3 separate regions of the Oryctolagus cuniculus genome follow, and regions 1 and 3 are each linked to region 2. A link is a contact called in public Micro-C data. All regions are on one chromosome and are shown on one strand. Each heading gives the region's core, a stretch centred on a gene start, on an enhancer-like site or on the middle of the called end of the contact. The rest is flanking DNA. Distances are from core to core; before and after follow the strand shown.

Region 1 (3,053 bases), core at 401-2,900, 150 kb after region 2:
TAACAAATGACCGTTTCTTTCCCTTTTACTCTTGTCTCCCCGTTACAATAAATCGGGACTCAGAGACACAAGAGCTTGTTGGAGGAAAAAAAAAACAAACAAAACCAACAGGACAAGGGAACTATACTACATATTGAGGGGTGGGGATAAAGAAGGAAGAGCCCAAAATAATTCTTCAGGCCAAGCCACCATGAAAGGTTCTTAATTGACAGTGGCACCTGAGAAAGATTATTCTGGAGTCTGACATTACACTGAAACTGAGTCTGAAGATTTGGGTGTATAATGTTGAACAATGGGGGTGGGGGTGAGGGTTGGAGCAATTAATTACGGTCATTTTTTCTGAAATATGCAGTCAATATTGTTTTGAAGCAATGTTTAGTGGCACGGGAAAACGCTTAGAATAAAATGTACGCACACTACAAGACAATGCGAAGCCACTTTCGGCACACGTTGCATGACCTAAGTAGGAAACAGATACAGCCCTCTCTGGGTGAGCTTTTCATTTTCCTTTTTATACTTTTCCGTATCTTTCGATCGTTTTCTACAAAACTCGTGTTGCTTTCACAACCAGAAAAAAGGAAACTATTTTCTGAAAGAACTCACCGAATTCCAGGAACCCACACTGCAGGACTGTCCCAACCTCCGGGGCCGAGGGACCTAGGCCGGAGGGCGTGGCCCCGGAGGTTTGCGACCCGGGGGAAGAGCTACGCGTCCGGACGGCAGCCTCGACCAGGGATCCCGCGGCAGAGGTGGCCGCAAGCTGGGCAGCGCTCGGAGCCAGAGCCTCCCCGCTCATCCCGCGCACCGTGCTGGGCTCGGGAAGGAGCGGGACGCCGGCCTCCGGAACCGCCCAGCCCGCGGAGAACCCGGAGGGCGGAAGGCCTGAGGGGCCCGGCGGCCGCCTTCTCCTAACCCCAGCCCCTAAGTAGCCGGCAGGGAACCGCGCCAGCCCGCGCGCCCGCGGAGCCGTCGGGGACTGACGGGAGGTGGGAATGTGGGCGGAGCCTCGCGCCGGAGCCGTGATTGGAGTGACCAACACCTCCCAGGGAGAGAGGGCGAGGCCGCCAGCGAGGGATGCGCAGAGGCGGGTGCTCAGAGCCCTCTCTTTGATTGGCTAGTAGCGCGGGGAACCGGGCGCTGTCTCGGTGATTGGCAGGCGCTAGACTGTCCTCGGAAACCGCCTTGGCTTCGCCCATTGGCATCCTGCGAGAGTGGGCGGGATTGGTTCATCGTGTGGTGCTGATGATTAGCTGGCGACTGAGAGTGAGGGTGTTGGGAGAGAGCCGGAGGGGGGGCAACGGGGGGGGGCTGCCGACTTCCTCCTCGTCATTGGCTGATGAAGCGAGTAGGGGTGGCGCGAAGGTCCAGCCACTGCTTGGGATTGGCGAGCGCTGGTGTGAGTGACAAGCAGGGGGGCGAGCTGCGCGACCAGCGGTTTGTTTTTCGGAGCGTTCCTGAGGTGGAGAACGGTGGCCGGACGGAGCGACTGCGGCACTGAGGGACTGGCGGGCGGGCGGGCCGAGCGGCGCCGCCGAGGCCGGGCTGGGCCGAGCCCAGGAGCGCCGGGGATGTAGCGGGCCACCTTGCCCATGCCACAGTCCCCGGTCGCGGCCGGAGCCGGAGCCGGAGCCTGGGCAGGCGGCGGGGGCCCCGAGCGCAGCCCGCGCCCCCCGCGCGGAGCCAGGCCCGCTGCCGTCCCCGCCGCCCGGGCCCCCGGCATGCAGCTCCGGCTGCGGAGGTGACACTCTCGGACCCGAGCCGCCGCCGCCATCGCCACCATGGGTGAGTGTCGCCACCGCCCCGGCCTGTGCCCGCGCTGCCTCGCGACGCCCCGCCCCGGGATGAGGGGAGGAGGACCCCGGGCCGCCGCCTGACAGGCATGGACAGCCCGCCGGGCCGGGAGCTGCGGACCGCCGGCCGGCGTCGCGTCCCGGGCGGGGGCTCGGGCTCCCCGCGGCCTGCCAGGGCGGCCCCGCCGGCGGCTCCCGCTCGGCAGCCCTCCTTCCGGGCGGCGCGGCGGGACCCGGGGCCCGTGCTCTGCCGGGCCGCCCGCTCCGGCCCCAGCGAGCCGGCGCGCGAGCCCGAGGGCGGGGGAGCGAGAGCGCAGTGTGGGGCCCGGGCTGGAGGCTGGTGCAGGCCCAGCTGCTGTTGTGTCTTTTCCTTGATTTGCTTTTTTTTCCTGCCTGTGTCATTTCCTTCCCTTTGCTCGCACTGGCCGGCCTGTGAGAGTTCCCGGGGCTTGCTCTCCAGCCTTGTGCGCGGCGCGGCGCGGCGCTGCGCGGGGGGAGGGCGTGTGGGATCGGCCGCGAGGGGATGGACGCGAGGCGCGGGGCGGCGGGCGAACGCGCGCTGCCCGCACGGGGCTGGCTGGAGGCTCCGGGAGGCTGGGCGCTGCCAGTTACCGGGCATAGCCTACTTTTTGAACGATCCGGGGGCAGTGTCTTACATCTATTATCTTTATCTTGCGGTATCCCTGAAATTATGTAACTGCTGCACGAAACATTCGCTGCATAAAAGAATCTCTATGAAATCATTTCCTTTTTGTCAGTATTTGCGATTTCTGCTGTGAAGATGTAATCTAAGAAAAGCTTTTAATGTCTTCCACACGCAGCGTCTGAACTGTTGTATAGTATCCTTTCTGGTACCTTAGCAAATGACTGTTGGACTGGATTAAGAAGCAAATGATCCTTTAAAAAAAAAAAAAACACAACATTGATTCGGTCGGGACAGGTGCTGTGATACTGTTGTCCCCAGTAGCAAGCTTTGCAAGATATTTTGTATTGTCCTAAATAGTAAAGGGGGAAATGTCAGCGAAAGAAGGGGACTTTTGCCTCAGCTAAGTGCCCTGAGTGCAGAGGGAGCGTTCCTGTTTGCTTTGTCCTATAGCAAGGTCAAGTCATCTTTGCTGGAGGTTAGGTGTATATGCTATGTCACGCTGGCCACATAGTCTTCGGTGACCCCTCTCCACGCACTGGCTGTGAATGAGTTGCCTTGTGTTTCATGCTGCTCTATACACAGTATGGGAAGGGTCTGTTGGTTTGCTGGAGTTACTC
Region 2 (3,336 bases), core at 485-2,984:
GAGGACGCCCTGGGCTTAAATCAGAAGAGACGAACTTTGCAAGGGGGCTGCGACAGTCCCACCGCCTCCAACAAATCCCCACTCCCGCTCCGGCGCAGGGCAGGCACTCTGGGGGCTGCAGGATGCAGGGTGCCCTGCCTTGAATCTGCAGCAGCTCGAGTCCGCGCCGGTCAGAGAGCAGAGCCCAGGGACCCCAGGCTGGGGCAGCCGCTGATGTTTCCTGCTGCTCCCCCCGCAAGACGCTGACCCAGCTGCCGAGGAGGGGGTCCACCGCGGGCCGCAGGAGGCTCCCCCTACTAGGGGCTGGGGCTGCCCGGTGTTTCCCTGCCTCGATCCAGTTTCTCCCCTAAGCAAGGCATTCAGCCGAGGTGGGCAAAACCCTGCTTTCTGTTTTTGCTTCACTTGCTATAAAAACAAGCAGGATCCGGGCGACGGAAGATGGAGCTTCATTTCATAAGTCTTAGAAAATTCTCAAAGGCTGCCACCGTGGAAGGTTCGAGAAAGAGGGGGACAATCAGAGGCAGCAAAGCCCAGGCAGGGGTCTCCGAAGGCGCGCCCGGGACCCCGGGGCCCCACGGCTCCTCCGCGGCCGTGCCAGGCAGGGAGGGGAGGGGGCCCGCGCCCTGGGCAGCAGCAGGTGCCCGCTCAGTGCAGTTCCCCGCCGGCTGTACCCGGCGTCCAGGGCCCCCGAGGCCAACCGAGGAGCAGGGCTTTCCTCGGCTAGAAACCCCCTGCGCCGACGCCGAGAGGCTGGGGTGTGGAGCAGAACACGAAGGCGCCTCCCCTCGGGCCTGGGACGTGTCCACCCACGACCCTGCGGCGTTGGCGGCCAGGTTTCAGGTTTCCGAAGGAAGCACAGTCGTGGCCGGGGCTTGGCTGAGCCACCTCCACCCTACCTCGTCCTACAACATGGCTGCGGGCCCAGGGGTTTAAACTTGGGGTCGCCAGCAGCCCGCACGCTCACTCCGCGGGGACTCGGCAGAGCCAGGAAGCGGGCGCGACGCTGGGACAGGTGCAGGGCAGGTGCAGGAAGAGGAAGGCCTGGTCCGGCCCGGCCGGGCCCGCCGTTCCCCGCACACCTGGGCGCCTCGCCCCCGCCCCCCGCCCGTCCCGGGGCCGCCTCCCCTCGGCGCTGGGGCTCTGCTCCCACCGCGCCGCCCGCGCCGCCTACCTCGTCCCGCCGCGCCGCCGCTGCCCGGCCTGCGAGCGTCGCCGCGCCGCGCCCCGGCCGCTCTGCCGGTTCCGCGGGCCGCGCCAGCCTCCCAGCCGGCGCGCGGGCCTCGGCGCGACGGCGTCGCCATGGCGACCGGCGGCGGGCGGGCCGCGGGGGAGCGTGTCCGCGGCCGGAAGTGCCCACGACGCGCTCCCCCAGGAGGCGCTCCCCAGGCTGCCCCGCACGTGCCAGGGACCGAGGGTGCCGGTGGGTCCTCAGGTGCAGCGCCCGAACCCAGCTGCCCGGTGCGGGGCTGCGGTGCGGGGCCACCAGGACCCCAGCCTCTGGACCTGAGTTCGGGTGACCTGAGGGGCCCGACTGCGTAGCCGCGGGCGAAGCGAGGGGCGCACCGGGGTGGTCCGAGCCTGGGGGACGAAGTCGGGAGCGAGGTGCGGGCGCCCCTCCCTGGCCTCGCCTCCGGGCTTCCTGGTTCTCCGGCTCCACGCTGTCCTCGTCTTCCCGCTCCGAGCTCCGCAGGCCGCCAGGTGTCAGACGCGGCCCGGCCTGGCTCAGCACCGCGGCCCGCGAGCCTTGAAAAGGCGCCCTCGTGTCCCCGCCCCGCGGCGGGAGGTGTCACTGCACCGACAGGGCCGGGACCAGCCCCTTCCCTTGGCTCCAGCCCCCACACCGCACGCGCACACAAGGTGGTGAGCGGATTTTTTGCCCGCATTTTCCCAAGTCGGGAGGCCCGGCCTGCGAAGCGCACACACAGGCAGGCCCGCCAAGGGGAAGTATCCCACCAGCCTCTCGTGGAGGCCTGGGCCTTGTCGTCCGCAGCCTCCCCTGTCCCAAGTGCTAAGGGCAGCGCTAGGCTGGGAGCCAGCCCCACCCCCACCCCCGGCAGCCCGGCCCGGACCCCCATCCAGGAAATGCTGCGCAGACTTCCTACAAGCTCAGAACAAAAGGTTCTTTCCTGTCGGATGCTGGGCCAGACCAGACTCGCCAAGGGCCTAGGAGGAGGAGAGAAATGAGTCCCCTCCCCTCCGGAGAGAAACCCAGCTCCTTCCCCACCTGCCTCCCGGCCCCTGTTGCAGATGCACAGGGCGTGGGACAGCTGCTCCTCCAAGGCCCTCGGATGGGTGTCCCACAGGCCCTGGGACACAGCACCCCCTCCGAGGACAGAAGCCTACGGCGAGACACACCAGGTGGCTCTGGCCCTGGGCGCACCTTCCCGTGGGGCAAACACAGCTGGGTCCCTGCTCTCAGAGGGACCAGGTGTGAACCCTGCAGGCCAGGGGTCGCGCTAGGGTGTCTTGCAGCCCCAGGAAGCTCGTGGAAGTTTCCAAGGAAGAACCAGCTGCCTTAGCTTGCTAACAGGTGAACGGCGGGCAGCAAATGCCTTGTGAACTGAAGGTGGAACGGAGCCATTTCCCGTTGTTTGGGTTGTGGGTCTGGGCCAGGAGAGGAGTCCTGCTGGGTGGGGCTGCCCCCTCCCCGAGTGAGTGCTGAGCTCCTGGGTCACAGGGCAGGCCTTGCGGTCCCCAGGGGGCCGTGGGCACCTCCTCCCTCCAAGATCCTGCAACACTGCTAAGGAGAGACACACACACCCCAGTGTAGAGTTGAAATCAAAATGGAGTAAGTGTGGCTAAGAGCTAACCGGATGATTTCCCACTCTGTAAAGATCAGTCTTGTTTGCTTGCTTGCTAATGGCTATCTTGTGAAACTGCGTGGGGCAAATTCCAAGAACCGGGAAAAGGCCCAGCCCAGTGTTCTGTCTGAGATTAAAGAAATGTGCCTCACCATGTTTATCTTACAACTATATCCCAGGTCTGGTAACTGTGTGACAAGAAATTTCAAAATTGTGAGCCCTAGTGGACGAATTCTATAAAGAGCTGCGTAACTCACTGTTGGGGGCCACACTCCAGTAAGGGGTGTCGGTCCCGATCAGTCGCCTTGCCTCTCAAATAAAATTTTAGCGTGTGGCTGTCACTAGCCTCTGTAACATTCTGTTTCAGTGAACGAGTGGATGCAACACCCAGCAGCGTGCCCAGGGGCAAGCTTACAGTGGGGAAGGCATTGGGGGTGCTTTGAGCAAGGGAGACACCTGAACATTAGCCTCATGGAAACTCGACTCTCGGGCTCATGGCTCCTACCAGCCCATTGGAAAGAGCTGATGAGGAGCC
Region 3 (3,357 bases), core at 290-2,789, 130 kb after region 2:
TTAGCCACCGCGCTCAGGGAACAAAGCCTATTTGTATCTGGATGGTAGGAGGCACCACTGCTAGTGATTCCCTCTGAGCTACCGTTCAGTAGTGGGGGACAGGTAGGCTTGCACTGAGCTAGTAGGAGGTGAAGAGAATCATGGATTAAAGGAGAAGGGAAGGACTCATCTCTCCCTGGGGATGGGTCCAGCAGTGGGAAAAGCTGAGTTTGAGGTGGTTGAGGTGGTCCCTGGGTGGTGGAGGACCACTAAATAGTTCTGGTCTTCTGAGTTTCGTGTCTCTAAAAGGGTATGGGAATAACAAAGCCCACAGCTTCCTCTGAGGGTGGAGTTTTGGAAGGGTGCCATGCAGGCTTAGCTATAAAGAACTTCTGACTATTTCTGTGGTCTCTTGAAGAAGAGGTTAATTTAGAGAATAATATTAAATTTGAGGTCTCATTTAATGGCCAGGCATCCCCCATTCTCTAGCTTATTTTGTGGCCAGTGTTGAAAGGTTTTTTTTTTTTTTCCTTGTTTGGAACATCTACTTTCCTAGTTTCCATGGGAATGGACAAAATCTCAAATATAGTCCGTGGTGCCCAGGTGTTTGCAGGCCCCTTCATTTTGGTCAGGTGTCCAAGGCCCCTGGGGCTTTCTGTTGGGATGGGGGCTTGGGGGGTACGGGATTGGACATGACAAATTTTAGGTTGCATTTTTAGATTTTAGCAAGGTGGTAGTATGTTTGGCACTTCTGGTCCAGCCTTCAGTGGTTCAATGTGATTTTAAAATAATCCTGAAAGTTAGCAATTGAAGGGGAGGGAAGTGGACCCTTCTTTTGAAGAATACAGAGAAACTGCCCTGCAGGCCCCAGGTTGCTGGAGGCAGAGGCCCTCCATCCATTGGTTCAATTTCCAAGTGGTTGTAATAAGGGCCAGGGTTGGGCCACGCTGAAGCCAGGAGCCTGGAACTCCATCCAGGTCTCCCATGTGGGCGGCAGGAGCACAGGTACTTGGGCCTTCTGCTGCTGCTTTCGCAGGCACACCACAGGGAGGTGGATCAGAGGTGCAGCAGCCTGCATCAGAACCAGTGTCCACATGGGATGCTGGCATCACAAGCAGTGGCTTAACCCACTGCCGCCACACGCTGGCCCCCAAGACTTTACTATTTTAAAGCTCCAAGGCTTATTTTGTGTTTTCAACCTTCCTATGTTGGTAAAGAAAGTATTAGCATCAAGAGGGACAACCTGACTGAGCAAATCACCTTGCTGTTGAATGAGGAGGTTGGGCCATATATACTATTTTTGCAACAATACATTTATTATTCTGGATCTGCTCAGAGTTACGAATCAACATTGAAGCAAAACCAGTTTCGGAATTTAGATCATTGTAGGTGTGTCCAGTGCTCGCAGGCAACTGGGAGGGATTAAGTGCTAGGTCACCCTTCCCGGGGCACGAAAGGAACGAGTACTGTAAGCGGCGGAACGGACTTCGCGGGCTGAGGGGACGTGTTTTTAGAACGGACCTAGGACAGGAAGTGTGCTACTCCATTAAGGGTTCCCCACTCCCGGCTGACACGGGGACGGTGAGGGGTCATTCCTTGTTGGACTGCCGGAGGCAACCATAAATAAGCCTTTAGATCTCCAGCGCCTGGAGCTGCTTTTTCTGGCTGCGGACAATAGGAGCTGACCTTGTTGACTACTGTTTGTAGCGTGCAGCCCAGGGTCGGAGCCGATGGCAGCTTGGACCGCGGCCCGCTGGAGCAGGGCAGCTGCCCAGTGCTTATGGGCGCCAGGTCCTGGGTTCCGGGCGGCTCCTCCACGCGCCGCCCAGCCCGAGCCCCTAGAATGCGGCCCAGCTCTGGGCAGGATGCTGCACCTCACCGTGGCGGCCCCGGCCGGGCACAACAAGTGGTCCAAAGTCCGGCACATCAAGGGTCCCAAGGACACTGAAAGAAGTCGCGTCTTCTCCAAGCTCTCTCTGAGCATTCGCCTGGCAGTCAAAGGTGAGAACCTGTCACTCATTGCTGGCAGGCTGTGCCCTTCCGAGCCCGAGGCCTCACTCGCCTCCCGAATCTCGGGACCTGCGTTTTCTGTTCCTTCCCCGATTCCCATCGTCACCCACCTCATAAACCCTCCCAAACACCTTCCCACGCTGGCTCTCCTCGCTCGCCTTTCCAGACACCTGTGCTTACCAGAGAAGGAGCCTAGCAAGACAGGATGGTGAGTGTAACTCCACCCTGGTACTCAGAGCTGATTTGTTGCATTGTTTCCTTTTTATTTCTCAATTCTTGGTGCGAAGTTTGACCAACACTATTGTTTTTTAAAGATTTTATTTTATTGATTGGAAAGGCAGAGTTACAGAGGGAGAGAGAGAGACTGAGAGAGCTATCTTCCATCCATTGGTTCACTCCCAAATGGCTGCAGTAACCAGGGCTGGGCCAGGCCAGAGCCAGGAACCTGGAACTCCATTCTGGCCTTCCACGTTGGTGGCAGGGGCCCAAGTACTCAGGCCACCTGCTGCTTCTTTCCCAGGAGCATAAGCAGAGAGCTGGATGGGAACTGGAGTGGCTGGGACTTCAACGAGTGCTCAATGATATGCCAGCATCACAGGCAGTGGCTTAATCCACTGTGCCATAATGCTCGCCCCGAATGTTTATTTTGTATTGTCAGGCATTGATAATATAAATACAATAAGACACAGCCCCTACCCTCAGAGTCAATGAGCATGATTACAGTGTCATTTGAACATTTCAGTATTATGTACGCAATAATAAAGTAAGAGCAAGGGATATTAATAATAAGTCCAGGAGATGCTGGTATATCCCCTCTTTATTTCATACAAAGTGATGTTCACTAAAACATAGCAAAATAAAATTCTTAGCTAAAGACACAGTGAACTAGACACTTTTCCAAACTGCTACTTCTCCATATCCCACTCAAACACTAAATAAAAGTGTTCTAAACTAATGGAAAACTAAGTGATAACATATCACTGTTTTGGCTGGGGGTGTGAGGACCTGGAAATCCCCCTTTTTCTCCCATGTTGTAATGAGAGCTCACTGCTCACTATTTTCTCTTTATTTCAGAGGGAGGCCCCAACCCTGAGCTCAACAGCAACCTGGCCAACATCTTAGAGGTGTGTCGCAGCAAGCACATGCCCAAGTCAACGATTGAGGCGGCACTGAAGATGGAGGTGCGTCCTCAGTTTGGCATTCTTGTTGTTGATCATATCCCCCAGGATGCATACCTAGGAGGCCACCAGAAACTCCTTAAGTGATCAGAGAAGGGTTGCGATGTGGTTGGCACCCTGAACCCAGAGGGTGCTGGGAGCTCTGTCCTTGACCATTGGTTGAAGGAGCATGGTTGGTAGCAGGCTGGCT

What was found. Hi-C and Micro-C count contacts between places; a contact is called where the count stands out from the background.
Region 1: a Micro-C map of ear pinna shows a contact between it and region 2, with 2.9 times the contacts expected there. The contact joins the promoter of MAP3K3 here to the promoter of CYB561 in region 2. A contact is called at or near these places in 3 of 6 Hi-C or Micro-C datasets (ear pinna, psoas muscle and an unstated tissue).
Region 3: a Micro-C map of ear pinna shows a contact between it and region 2, with 3 times the contacts expected there. The contact joins the promoter of TACO1 here to the promoter of CYB561 in region 2. A contact is called at or near these places in 3 of 6 Hi-C or Micro-C datasets (ear pinna, psoas muscle and an unstated tissue).

The regions. Positions count from the first base shown.
Region 1 is chr17:15,091,183-15,094,235 of mOryCun1.1, reverse strand. It overlaps MAP3K3 (mitogen-activated protein kinase kinase kinase 3), which reads left to right and starts at 1,650. Exons shown (of 16, transcript XM_008271693.4): 1 at 1,650-1,782. The coding sequence starts at 1,779. It overlaps LOC127484491 (a long non-coding RNA gene), which reads right to left and starts at 1,236. Exons shown (of 2, transcript XR_011383429.1): 1 at 604-1,236.
Region 2 is chr17:15,239,601-15,242,936 of mOryCun1.1, reverse strand. CYB561 (cytochrome b561) reads right to left here and starts at 1,734. Exons shown (of 7, transcript XM_051825113.2): 1 at 1,564-1,734.
Region 3 is chr17:15,108,310-15,111,666 of mOryCun1.1, reverse strand. It overlaps TACO1 (translational activator of cytochrome c oxidase I), which reads left to right and starts at 1,539. Exons shown (of 6, transcript XM_070060499.1): 1 at 1,539-1,980; 2 at 2,156-2,197; 3 at 3,064-3,170. The coding sequence starts at 1,710. It overlaps LOC127484491 (a long non-coding RNA gene), which reads right to left. Exons shown (of 2, transcript XR_011383429.1): 2 at 1,517-3,357.